Regions from separate parts of the Rattus norvegicus genome. Here region 1 is linked to region 2. Evidence: chromatin contacts called from public HiChIP or PLAC-seq data. All regions are on one chromosome and are shown on one strand. The core of a region is the stretch at or near the end of the contact, and the rest is flanking DNA. Distances in the headings are between cores, read along the strand shown. Region 1 has its middle 19 kb from the start of Clrn2. Region 2 holds the start of Ncapg (non-SMC condensin I complex, subunit G).

Region 1 (5,827 bases), core at 2,816-5,315, 210 kb before region 2:
ACTTCTATCTGTATTCCTTAAAAGCTAAATAAATATAGTACAATGATCTAACTCAAGAAATTAATGTTCTGTTCTCTTATCTGCAGATTTTATTCCAATTTGCTGGAGCTCCTAACTGTCCTCCGGCTTATGTATTAAGCACAGTATCCACTCAGCCTCAGCCTGCCGTTGTGGCTTTTTATATTTTCTCATGATGCAGGGACCAGGTTACATTTAGGCTGTGCACTTCTTTCCTTTCCTGTACACACCAAAGCCCTTGGTTCATTGTTGATGACCTTGATCTGTTTTAATAATGCAGATTTGCTTAATAGGGTCTCCCTCAGTTTAGTCTTCCTGCTCCTCCCCTTCAGACTTGGATTGCATCCTTGGCAGAGACATCTACAAAGTGATTGGTGCCCACCCTACAAAAGACCCAGAGAATCCTCATACCAGTTCTGTCGTAGTGCTGACATTCACTGAGTGGTACAGTCATGTTTCTTCAATGTATTACTTTTCTCATGGTAGTCAGTATTGAGTGTAGGCAGAGGATTCTAGTTCAGGATTCAGTACCCATGTTAGGTGCATCTCAACCCTCTGTAGTTCCAGTTCCAGGAAATCCAACATCTTCTGGACTCTGAAGGCAACCCTACTTACATCCATACGCCCCATAGGACCTCATGCACACACATAATTAAAACTAAATAAAAATGAAACAGACAACTCGGTCATTGTCACCACCCCCAAACAAACCCCCATTCTCATTCTCTCTCTCTCTCTCTCTCTCTCTCTCTCTCTCTCTCTCTCTCTCTCTCTCTCTCTCCACACCTTGGCAACGACTCATTTTCTAGCCTTCTCAATAGATCTGAGGATTCCTGGCATTCCAAAGAAGTACAATATTAAGTGTGCAACCTTTTACGGTTAAACTTTACCGTTCAGCCAAACGTTTTGAAGGCTCATCCATTGGTGTGGTATTGCTTACCACAACCTTTTGACTCTTGTATATAAGCTATTACAGTAGTCGACATCTATAGGTCCACCATGTACTTATTTTTTGCCTCTATTTCTCACATGGAAAAAAAAAACATCAAGTCTACTTCCTGTGTAGTTTTCACCCTTAAATTTCTTTAATGGCTAAATTTGGTATCAAGTCCCATGACATCATCCCCCTGTAGTGGAAATTTCCAGGTGTCTCACATCAGACAATGCCATCAGTTCCTATGATCTCTTGTTCCGGCCATTGTTAAAGAGGAATTGGTTTACAGAATCTGAGCCAAAGAGTGACGCATGACCACTCCCCCTTTATGCTTTGATTGTTACTTCTCGAAGCTGAATGAGGGTTTTATCCCTTGGAAACTGAGACCCTTTGCAAGGGCTGACAAGCCAAGGCAGTCAGCACCCTCATCTTGTCTTCTCCCCAAAAAGAGGTGGGTGTTATAGTCATTGTTCCCCACAAAGGGTTCATGTGACAAAATGCAAAGTAAACAAGCTTTTCCCAACAGAAGTAACATCCTGACTCATTATCACTCTGCCAAATCCTTCGGGAGCCTGTGGAACTCAAACAGATGTGAGTTCCGTTTTACTTCTTGCTGGGTAGTATTTCCAATATAATTAAATGCAGAGAAATTGCAACAATGTAGTCTGTGTGCCGATTAGAATGTTTCTGGACCACCAGCTTGATCTATCTTGCTTCAGCCAAACCTTGAACCCTGTGCCCCATTCTCCCCCGCTCCCTTAGCAAGAGAGTCTTAATGTAATACGGTCGGGTGTGTGTCGTGTTGCACCTGCTCTATTCTCTCATAAACCCAACTATTTTCATCTTACTCTCGATATCTTGGGAGCATTACACTATCCCTTGCGTGCTGCTGGGTCCTGAAGATACAAAGATGAATATGACATTGTTCGGATGCAGAAGCACAAATAATTCATTGGATCATAACACAAGGTTAGGCACTGGACCAACCCCATCCTGACACAGACTTGCTCCACCAGTGGTAGGTTTAAAAATAAAACCATTATCAGTAACCATGTGCCAGGGCAAGAGGGAGTTTCCAGAGAAATTGCTGGTACAGAAGTGCTTGGCTGATTTTATTTTCAAAGGTAGAAAGGGATGGACACAGTTATTGCAGTGAAGTTGCGATTGGCCAAACATGTGAAATAGCTCTTCGAACATGGTCAACCGCACAGGGTGTAACAAACCTCCCCTAAGTAATGTCTGACACCTGCTTGAATGGGTAAGGAAAAGGGTAGGGAAGAAGATTGCTCAGTTCAGGCTCTCTTCTCAGGTGACTCCACCTCAGGTTAACAATCAAAGCTACCTAGGACAGTAAGTAACACAGTCACATGCATTTCTTTAAGATTTCTTTACAGCAAACCAGAAAAAAAAATATTGTTTTGTGAGTTGAAATGGTGAGTCAGAAAGAAATCAGATAGATCACGAGCTTTGATTACCGTAGATATTATTAGATTCGGTCGTTAAGTAACTGCAAAATGGTTTCAGCATTATGACACCGTATCACAAATATATATGTTGCCACAGTCCATGTCACTAATTCAAAATAATTAATTCATAAGCAGTTAGGGTCCTAAACACATGCAGAACTCAAGTACCAGAGCCATGTTCACCACTAGGGGGAAGCAGACGATTGCCTATCGATTCATTGTCCTTAATGCCTAGATTGCAGGATGGCTGGTTGATTAGTAGACACTGAATCATAATTCTGCCATGCTAACTTCCACCCTCCAGCCTAAATGGAATAAGAAAAACCCTTTCCACATTTTATGCTCCATTTCTGTGTATAGTAGGGGTCATTTCTCGGGGTGTTGCAGGACCATGAGATCAGAAAAAGGATTGTAGAGATCTGGCATTCTTATTCGTCATCAGCGTATAGCAAAAGTCTTTCTGTCCTTCTGCAGCAGCAGAGGGACTTAAGATGATAATCCATCAAGCAGAATGACAAATGGCAGGGCTAAATAATTTGCCTAGAAATGCCCATCTTTTAGGGAAGTCCCTGTCATTCTTATAATAAAAAAACTAATAAAATACACGAGAAAGAAAATAAAGATTAAAACACCACTTCTGTTTTTATTTATTTTCTTAAATTCTCGGGTAACTAAACTACTGTGATGGGTCTACATGTCCCGTCATTTGGGAGGAGTACGGAAATCAATAGGGAGGCACGTACAAAGACTTATTCCAGTGCAAAGTCCAAAGTGCCCTGCTCAAAGTACAACATTATCTATTTTGTTTGTAGGACGCAAACACTAGGCCCCGCTGGTGTTAGCCAAATGCCAGACCACTGTTAAGCTACACCCAATCCCAGCAAAATGCTTTTGAAAAATAATTACGGTTCATTGAGAGATCCTGTTACAGAAAATAAGGCAGGGGTTGAGAGAGGAAGGCACTGGTGTCTGAACATGATTGCATGCAAAACACAGTGTAGACAGAGGCAAAGAGGGAGAGGGAGAGAGGGAGAGAGAGACAGAGGGAGGGAGAGAAGAGGGGGAGGGGGATAGGGAGAGGACCACAGAGAGAGGGGAGGGGAGGGGAGGAAGGGGCAAAGGAGGAAAAGCAGGAAGAAATGCAAAAGGGAAGGAGCAAAAAAGAAGCAAGGCCACTACTCAGTGAGGTTTTGAGCCAGCAGCAGCAGCAGCAGCAGCAGCAGCAGCAGCAGCAGCAGCAGTGAACTTGATACAGAGACATCTCAAGGCCAGCCCAGTCCTACAGAATCAGAAAGTGCATCATCACCGGACCTATAGACACTTGTACCTCCATGCAGTTAGGTATTCTCAGTCTCCCTATGCCTGTGAGGTACTGCCCTAATACAGAGGGTAGTGCTGTGTGAGTCACACCAAGGATGCCTGGGATGAACTTATTCCTAAGCCCAGGTAGACCAACCCTCAGCCTGCATTTTCCAATGTAAGTGCAGAATTACCCAAATCTGTAAGTGGTCAGCAGCCTCCTCTAGTAAGGACATCAGCCAAACACAGACATCAAGGGCTCAGGAGGGAAACGTGAAGCTGCGTTCTGCTTACTCGAGAACTAATAAAAGTGGAATCTATTTATTTTCTGAGTCAGTCTCTTCTCAGAAGTCAGATGACATGTCCCTGTGCTCTAGCATAGTCAGGTCTACCCCTTGTCAAGTGTACACTACAGGATACACATCCTACACACACACACACACACACACACACACACACACACACACACACAAAACAGAGTTAACTAGTATTAAACTGGCTTTAAAGTAGCAGATTTTCAGGCCAAATGTTAGAGGTTCTGAGGGGTGGGGGTGGGGCTAGGGTGAAACTGAGAAGTCAATCTCTTCAGTAAACACTTGGGTGAAATTATGCTTTTGGACATGGCTCCGTCTGAGAAATGTGATTCTTTCCATTAAAGATCACTTCATACACATTCCTGTGTCACCTCCCAAGGAGTGAGGATGGATTCATTAACAGCCCCCGAGGCAGGCTGGCTTTGTAAGCACTCCCATTGCACAAGCAACACGCCAGGCTAGAGAATAATGCAGTGTAAACTGCCTATTGAACTGCAGCCAAAGAAAATGCCTCCCAAGTGCGGAGGCTTGATCTCCAGTCTCTGCCACCCACAGTGGAGAACAGTGACTCACACTGACAACAGAGCATGCTCTCAAGGCAGGGAAACATCTAAGCTGATGCAAACCCCCAATGCTAACAAAATGCCAACAATCTCTAATCCCTTGAGAATCTGTGTGTGTCTATAAGACATCTGTCCAACTGTAATACTGGTAGAAGTTACCGATTGTACAAGTTTGCCACTGGTGCTGTAGCTGCTGGTAAAAACATTGTGAGGGTGTGAGCATCATTGGGGGGGGAGAGCACAGCTAAGAAATAATTCTCAGTCGCTGTGGAAAGGATGTGCCACAAGTCAACAGTGCTACCGTCACACTTTCACAGACACAGACGCTCTCAGCTACATCCACCAAGTTCCCTCAGATTCTCAAAGTTCGCCAAAGGCTAAAATAAGCTCTGTGTCAACCTTTAGCCTGGCTTTGAAGATTGAGAGGAAACGGTTACTGCCAGTGTGACTGAGCCCCTTTGATGGGCAAATCTCTATGCAAAGTGCTTTCAATGCACTGACTGTTTCTCACAGCCTTTATAAAGTAGGCGTACTGCTCTTCTTGTACTGTGAAGGCACAGAAACTTTAAAAATAATAGTAAATGATGCTATGAAAATAATAATAATACAATGCTAATAATAAAGTAGGAAATGAGAACGGTGCTTTCAGGGCATCTAAGATTTAAATAAAGTGTCAGCTGAGGCCACTCCCAAGTAGCATTTGAGAAAAAACCTATAGGAAGCAGATGTGTGCTCAGCAAAATCTAAGAGCATCGTTCCTGACCAAGCAAACAGCAGGTACCAGGGCCCTGTGGCAGGAAACTCTGGCTTTCCCAGCAATAGTAAGGAGTCAGTGTGACCAACCAAATTGAGATTCAAAAGATGAGATCCACGAGTGGTTGCTTGGAGGTGGAGAGCTTCACACAACTCCAGGGCTATGTAAGCTTCCCGTAAGTCTGCTGAGCAAGGGGCTAGGAGGGCCTAAAGTTCAGAACAGAGAGGTGGTGTTGATCTGCCCTACGTTGTTACAGGACAGGGCCTGTTGGAGATGACATCAACCATTGTTCTCTCTCTCTCTCTCTCTCTCTCTCTCTCTCTCTCTCTCTCTCTCTCTCTCTCTCTCTCTCCCTCCTCCCCCCTCTCTGGCCAAGATAATGGATGACCTCCACATTGTAAACCTGTAGGATTCTTAGGTCGTTATACTTGCTGGGTGGCTTTCCCTCACCCTCCTTCCCTTTGGCCAGGGTCTGCCGC
Region 2 (5,976 bases), core at 1,568-4,067:
TTCTGGAAATCAGTCTGGAGGTTCCTCAGAAAATTGGACATTGAACTGCCTGAGGATCCAGCTATACCTCTCTTGGGCATATACCCAAAAGATGCCTCAACATATAAAAGAGACACGTTCTCCACTATGTTCATCGCAGCCTTATTTATAATAGCCAGAAAATGGAAAGAACCCAGATGCCCTTCAACAGAGGAATGGATACAGAAAATGTGGTACATCTACACAATGGAATATTACTCAGCTATCAAAAACAACGAGTTTATGAAATTCGTAGGCAAATGGTTGGAACTGGAAAATATCATCCTGAGTGAGCTAACCCAATCACAGAAAGACATACATGGTATGCACTCATTGATAAGTGGCTATTAGCCCAAATGCTTGAATTACCCTAGATCCCTAGAACAAACGAAACTCAAGACGGATGATCAAAATGTGAATGCTTCACTCCTTCTTTAAATGAGGAAAAAGAATACCCTTGGCAGGGAAGGGAGAGGCAAAGATTAAAACAGAGACTGAAGGAACACCCATTCAGAGCCTGCCCCACATGTGGCCCATACATATACAGCCACCCAATTAGACAAGATGGATGAAGCAAAGAAGTGCAGACCGACAGGAGCCGGATGTAGATCGCTCCTGAGAGACACAGCCAGAATACAGCAAATATAGAGGCGAATGCCAGCAGCAAACCACTGAACTGAGAATAGGTCCCCTATTGAAGGAATCAGAGAAAGAACTGGAAGAGCTTGAAGGGGCTCGAGACCCCAAAAGTACAATGCCAAGCAACCAGAGCTTCCAGGGACTAAGCCACTACCTAAAGACTATACATGGACTGACCCTGGACTCTGACCCCATAGGTAGCAATGAATATCCTAGTAAGAGCACCAGTGGAAGGGGAAGCCCTGGGTCCTGCTAAGACTGAACCCCCAGTGAACTAGTCTATGGGGGGAGGGCGGCAATGGGGGGAGGGTTGGGAGGGGAACACCCATAAGGAAGGGGAGGGGGGAGGGGGATGTTTGCCCGGAAACCGGGAAAGGGAATAACACTCGAAATGTATATAAGAAATACTCAAGTTAATAAAAAAAAAAATAAAAAAAAGAAAAGAAAAAAAAATTAGTTTTCTAGGTGCTCTTTCTGTCTATCTCTGTGTCTCTCAGAATGCACACATTCTTAGCTTGTTTTTGTCCCATGATTAATCTGAAGTAACTTTCTCAAATTAGACATGTTGATTTCAAATTACAGGCACTTATCAGCACCATAGTCATCACTTTAACCAGCAATTAACTGTGTATCTCTACATTTTCAGGAACTAGGGATGAAGCAGGAGAATAATTATGGAACATTCCTAGGATGGAATCCCATAGCACCCTGTCTATGGCTCACTTTACTCATTTTACAAGGAGCTAAAGGTTAAATGAAGTAAAGAGCTTTGGATGGTACGTGGCACATGCAAGACGTCAGTAAAATTTGTTAGTCTTAACATATATGGCTAAAGCTCGAAAACAGTAGGGACTAAAAAAAAAAGCCAGTTGCATTTATGGATGTTTATACAGTGGGTGGTTAAATAAGAAAAAAAACAGTGCAACACTCATTCGGGAATTTACTCTTGTGGATATGCGTAAAACTCTGGGCGATGAAAATTAAAGCGCACATTTTAAACGTGATAGTGGAAGGTAGTAACTCGAAAGGAGAAAAAGAGCATCCAATAGGCTTTGAAATGTTCTCTTCTGCTCCCAGTGGATGCTGAAGTGCAGGGAAGAAAAAAAACTTCCCTTCATCCTGAGTCTAAGTTCTTTGAATTATGAGGTAAATCGAGATAAAACTGCAAGGAAACAAAACAAAAACAATTCCAAAACACCGACACAGGATTGCTGGCAAACACGAAATAAGAGAGATTGTCCATGCACAGATAAAACGTGGGTGACAGAACTTATGGAAAGGGGAGAAAAGTCTGAACAAAGTCTCCCGTTGGGAATTTAGTCTGGAGGCAGTTCTTGAACTGATACAATATATATTTCCAGTATATACGGAACGGGTGGCTGCATTTATGTTTTCCAAGTTATCAGGCAACAGGCCAATAAGTTTCACATTTTTGCAGTGGTGTGTACTATGCCCCAGTGGAGGCATTCATTTTGAGATAATACTATGTATCTAGTACGTGATCTTAATTAAGGCCGCAAATTCCTTTTATATTGTCGGGAGTTCTCTTCTGCTCAGAAGAGTTGTTAGGCAGATTTGTAAAGCAGACCAGTAAAGCTGGAGCACCTCCAAGCGGCCGCAGCCTAATTTGACCCCGCCTTTCTCGTCCCAGGTCCCCCAGACTGTCTTCATCGCGGGCAGGCAGTTCCGGTCGAGACCCACAGCCTCCAAAGACACCCTCCAAAAAGGCTGACATCCTCAAGTCCCGAGTGGGTCTCGCGCGACATCTCCCAAAACGTCTCCTTCGCTCAGGATTTACCCGTCAGGCAACCGGGGCGGGCTCGACGCGGCAGTTCTCCGCTTTCTCCCTTCACTCCCAACCGCAGGATCCCGCAACAGGTTTAAGGGTCACCAGTTCAATTCAGAAAGTTGAATGCCCACTTCAGGCGTGCGCCTTGACAGGACCACTTCCGGTCGCGTCCACGTTTTCACATAAGCACCTCTTCCTATTGGGAGAGCGGCAGGCCACACCCTAGGCGCATGCGTCCCAGCAGCGTGGGGGGGGGGGTGCGGAATTGGGGGGTGGAGTCAGATTGGGGTAGTCGGACACTGCCTCCGGCCCAAGTCTCGCGAGATTCGTCCTCCCGCGAGAGTTGTTTGAAAACTCTGGCGGTAACTACACCCTTGGACCCTCGCTGGCCAGTCTGTAGAAACTAAGTCCTTTGCGGACCGGGAGCTACAGCCACTCTCAGGCAGTTCTCATCCGGCGCCATGGCAGCGCAGAAGAAGCGGCTTTCTGTGAAGGAGGCTTTTCAGCTGGCGCAGCAGCCGCACCAGAACCAGGCGAAGCTGGTAGTCGCGCTGAGCCGCACGTACGGCGCGGTAAGCGGCCTGGCCTCGGCTCCCGAGCTCAACTTTTTGCCTTTGCGCGACCGGCGTCGGTGCTCTGAGGTTTGCCCGAGGTGTTCTGGTCTTAGACAGTGATCGGAACTCCTGGCGTCTGCCACTCGGGGCCTCCTCCCTCACTCCCCCGCCAGGGGTGGGAGGCGGGGAGCGGTCTGTTATCCAGTTCCGCAGTCACTTAGTCTGCTCTGTGAATCGTAGATGCTTCTCTTTCCTTTGGGTTCTCTAGTTCATCTCAGGAAATCGATCAAGTTGTTTCAACCAACTCCTAAGCTTAAAGTCAAGTTCATTTCAGCAACTATCAAAGTCATAAGGGCCTGGTCTTCCCCTTTCATGTTAATTGTGCACCCAGTGGAGCCGTGGGAATTATAGGACAGCGAATGTGAGGAAGATAAATTGTTTTGGAGTTCAAGAAAAGTTAAGTACATATAAAAGTGATTAAGGAGCAAGATGTGGAAGTCAAGCCACAAGGAAATTGGTGGATATTAGAAAGGCCCAAATAAAGGAAATACAAAAGCTATTGATTTTGAATTATTCTTGCCAAAGCTTGTTTTACATTAATCCGGTAAGAGAAATATTGATAATCCAAAGGCGTTGAGGGAAAAACGAGATCATTTTACAGTGTTCAAATTTATGCTTTGTGCTTTCTCAGAGGTACATATATGCTGAAGAGAAGGTTGGCCAGATTTATTTCCCCTTTCCTGGTTTGGATAATTGATAGTTTATTAAGAAATATTATAGCTTGACCTATAACGTATTATGGCAGAGTTGGGAATAAAGACTTTTTACTAATGCAGCTTATGGAGGTGTTTCTTCTTTCAGGTTAATGATAAAACAGCTTTTCAGGAAGAGTTTGTTCATTACCTTAAATATGCTATGGTGGTACATAAACGTGAGCCTGCTGTGGAGAGGGTCATGGACTTCACAGCCAAGTTCGTTACTTCATTTCACCAGTCTGATCAGGAAGAAGAAGAGGAAGAGAAAGATGGTGGCATTTTAAATTATTTGTTTACTTTTCTCTTGAAGGTACTGTGAAAGCTAGTACTTTGGGGAAGTAATATATTTGGCTATGTTTGTATTTTCCACAGTGAAATATCAGCGAGAGAGAAAAATGTATGTGAAGAAGTCTTTTATGGAAACCTTAGCTGTCATTAAGATAAAAGAATAATTCCAGTATTAAAATTAAATTCTCACTTTTGTTGTAAACGATCTCTGCCATTATGTAAAAAAATTCCTACAGAAAGGGATATATTTTGTGACAGTAAATAGTTTTTCAGACTACTTGAGAGTATAAGATCTATCTAGATAACATCTTTGCAAGTAATAACTTGCTGTTGTCTTATTTTTATGTTTTTCTGTAATGCTAGGGATCATTGATGTACCTATCTTTTTACTCTGTTTTGAGACAGGATTTCTTTAAGTTGCCCATATTGTCCTTGGAGTTACTTTGTATCCCAAACAGGCCTTGAACTTGTACTGCTTTTCTCTGGTATTGTAGGCCTGCACATATCTACCCGGGTATATTGTCAACTTTTAATTTTGAATATAGGGTTAAAATGATACTGGCTGCTAAGAGTGGAACGTGACTGGGAGTAACTTTTGGTTTGTTTTGTGTAGTCTCATGAAGCAAACAGCAGTGCAGTCAGATTTAGAGCATGCCAGCTCATTAATAAACTTCTTGGGAATATGCCAGAAAATGCCCAAATTGATGATGACTTATTTGATAAAATCAATGAAGCCATGCTTATTAGATTGAAAGATAAAATCCCAAATGTCAGAATACAAGCGGTTTTGGCTCTTTCTCGACTCCAAGATCCCAAGGACCATGACTGCCCGGTAGTTGATGGTATGTATGCTTTCCTAAGTCTTGTTTCCGTATGCTGACTTTGTTGTTTTTCAGCATTTGGATTTTATGTGTGTGTGCGTTTGAGTGTGTGGGTGTGTACATTCATGTGGAAGCCAGAGGTTATAATCAGATGTCCTCAGTTGCTCTACACCTTGTATTTTTGAGACAGCGTCTCATTAACTCTAGGGCTCATCTACTCAGACCAGCTGGCCAGGAAGCCTCAGAGAAGCGCTGGCTCCTTATCCCAGTATTAAGGTCATGGTTGCTGCCACTGGGACTGCTTTTCATGAGAGTCCTGGGCATTGGAACATCAGATCTCATGCTTGTGCAACAATACTGTACCAGCAGATCCACTTTCCTTACGTAGTACTGAAGGTTATGAATTAATTATACATGTCTGTGTTATGGAAGAATCAACCCAGCAACTTCAAATGAAAGCATATCACCCTGACTCTGCCCTGCTCTTCAGTTGTATTTATTTCTCTCAGAGGTGGAAATAATTACATGAATTTTGAATTAATTGCCCTGTTTAATGTAAAAAATTACATTTTAAACAATCACATTTTGTCTCAATGTTAAATTTTGTGTGCTATTTTTTTTGTGTGTGAGTCAAACTATATTTTTGTGTCTTTTTCCCCTCAAATTTATTCCTAATTTTAGCATTCATTTAGGGTGATACATATTTATTTTTGCTATATTTTAATGTTTTATTTTATGTAGTTTATCCTAAATGGTGATAACCCTTTTAGTTGTTTGCAATTACTCTGCTTTAAAAACAATGTTAGAGGCAACTGTGCCATGGCTTTAATCCCAGCACCCTGAAGGCTGAGGCAGGCAGATCTCCTGGGTTTAACTTAGACTAGTCTATGGAGTGAGTTCCAGGACAGACATGGTTACACAGACAAACTCTTTATCTCAAAAACCCAAAGGAAAGTTAGGACTTTACTTATTCATGCCTTTGGTACATAGATGAAAGGGTTTGTAAAGTTATGCTTAGAGATAGACTTATGGGTTCCACTTTATTAGGGTAGGTGGTAAAGTATTCTAAAAAAAGTTATTTACTTTCTGATATTGTCAGTCATGGGGCGTAA

Evidence for each region. HiChIP or PLAC-seq counts read pairs in DNA pulled down with a chosen protein or histone mark.
Region 1: an H3K27ac HiChIP or PLAC-seq map of oligodendrocytes shows a contact between it and region 2, with 5 times the contacts expected there. The contact joins the enhancer-like site here to the promoter of Ncapg in region 2. A contact is called at or near these places in 10 of 12 Hi-C or Micro-C datasets (the A7r5 cell line, the Rat2 cell line, Schwann cells and 6 more) and 1 of 1 datasets of contacts at active chromatin or transcription factors (oligodendrocytes).

What each region holds. Positions count from the first base shown.
Region 1 is chr14:69,857,004-69,862,830 of GRCr8, reverse strand. No RefSeq gene overlaps it. Among named protein-coding and RNA genes, the nearest start is that of Clrn2, 19 kb to the left of the region's middle. Within about 2 kb of position 4,065, at least 60 of the 93 cell types and tissues checked have an H3K27ac peak or open chromatin away from gene starts, as enhancers often do. A contact at or near this core is called in liver, where this site is marked.
Region 2 is chr14:69,642,286-69,648,261 of GRCr8, reverse strand. Ncapg (non-SMC condensin I complex, subunit G) reads left to right here and starts at 2,817. Exons shown (of 21, transcript NM_001398911.1): 1 at 2,817-3,018; 2 at 3,862-4,065; 3 at 4,657-4,885. The coding sequence starts at 2,908.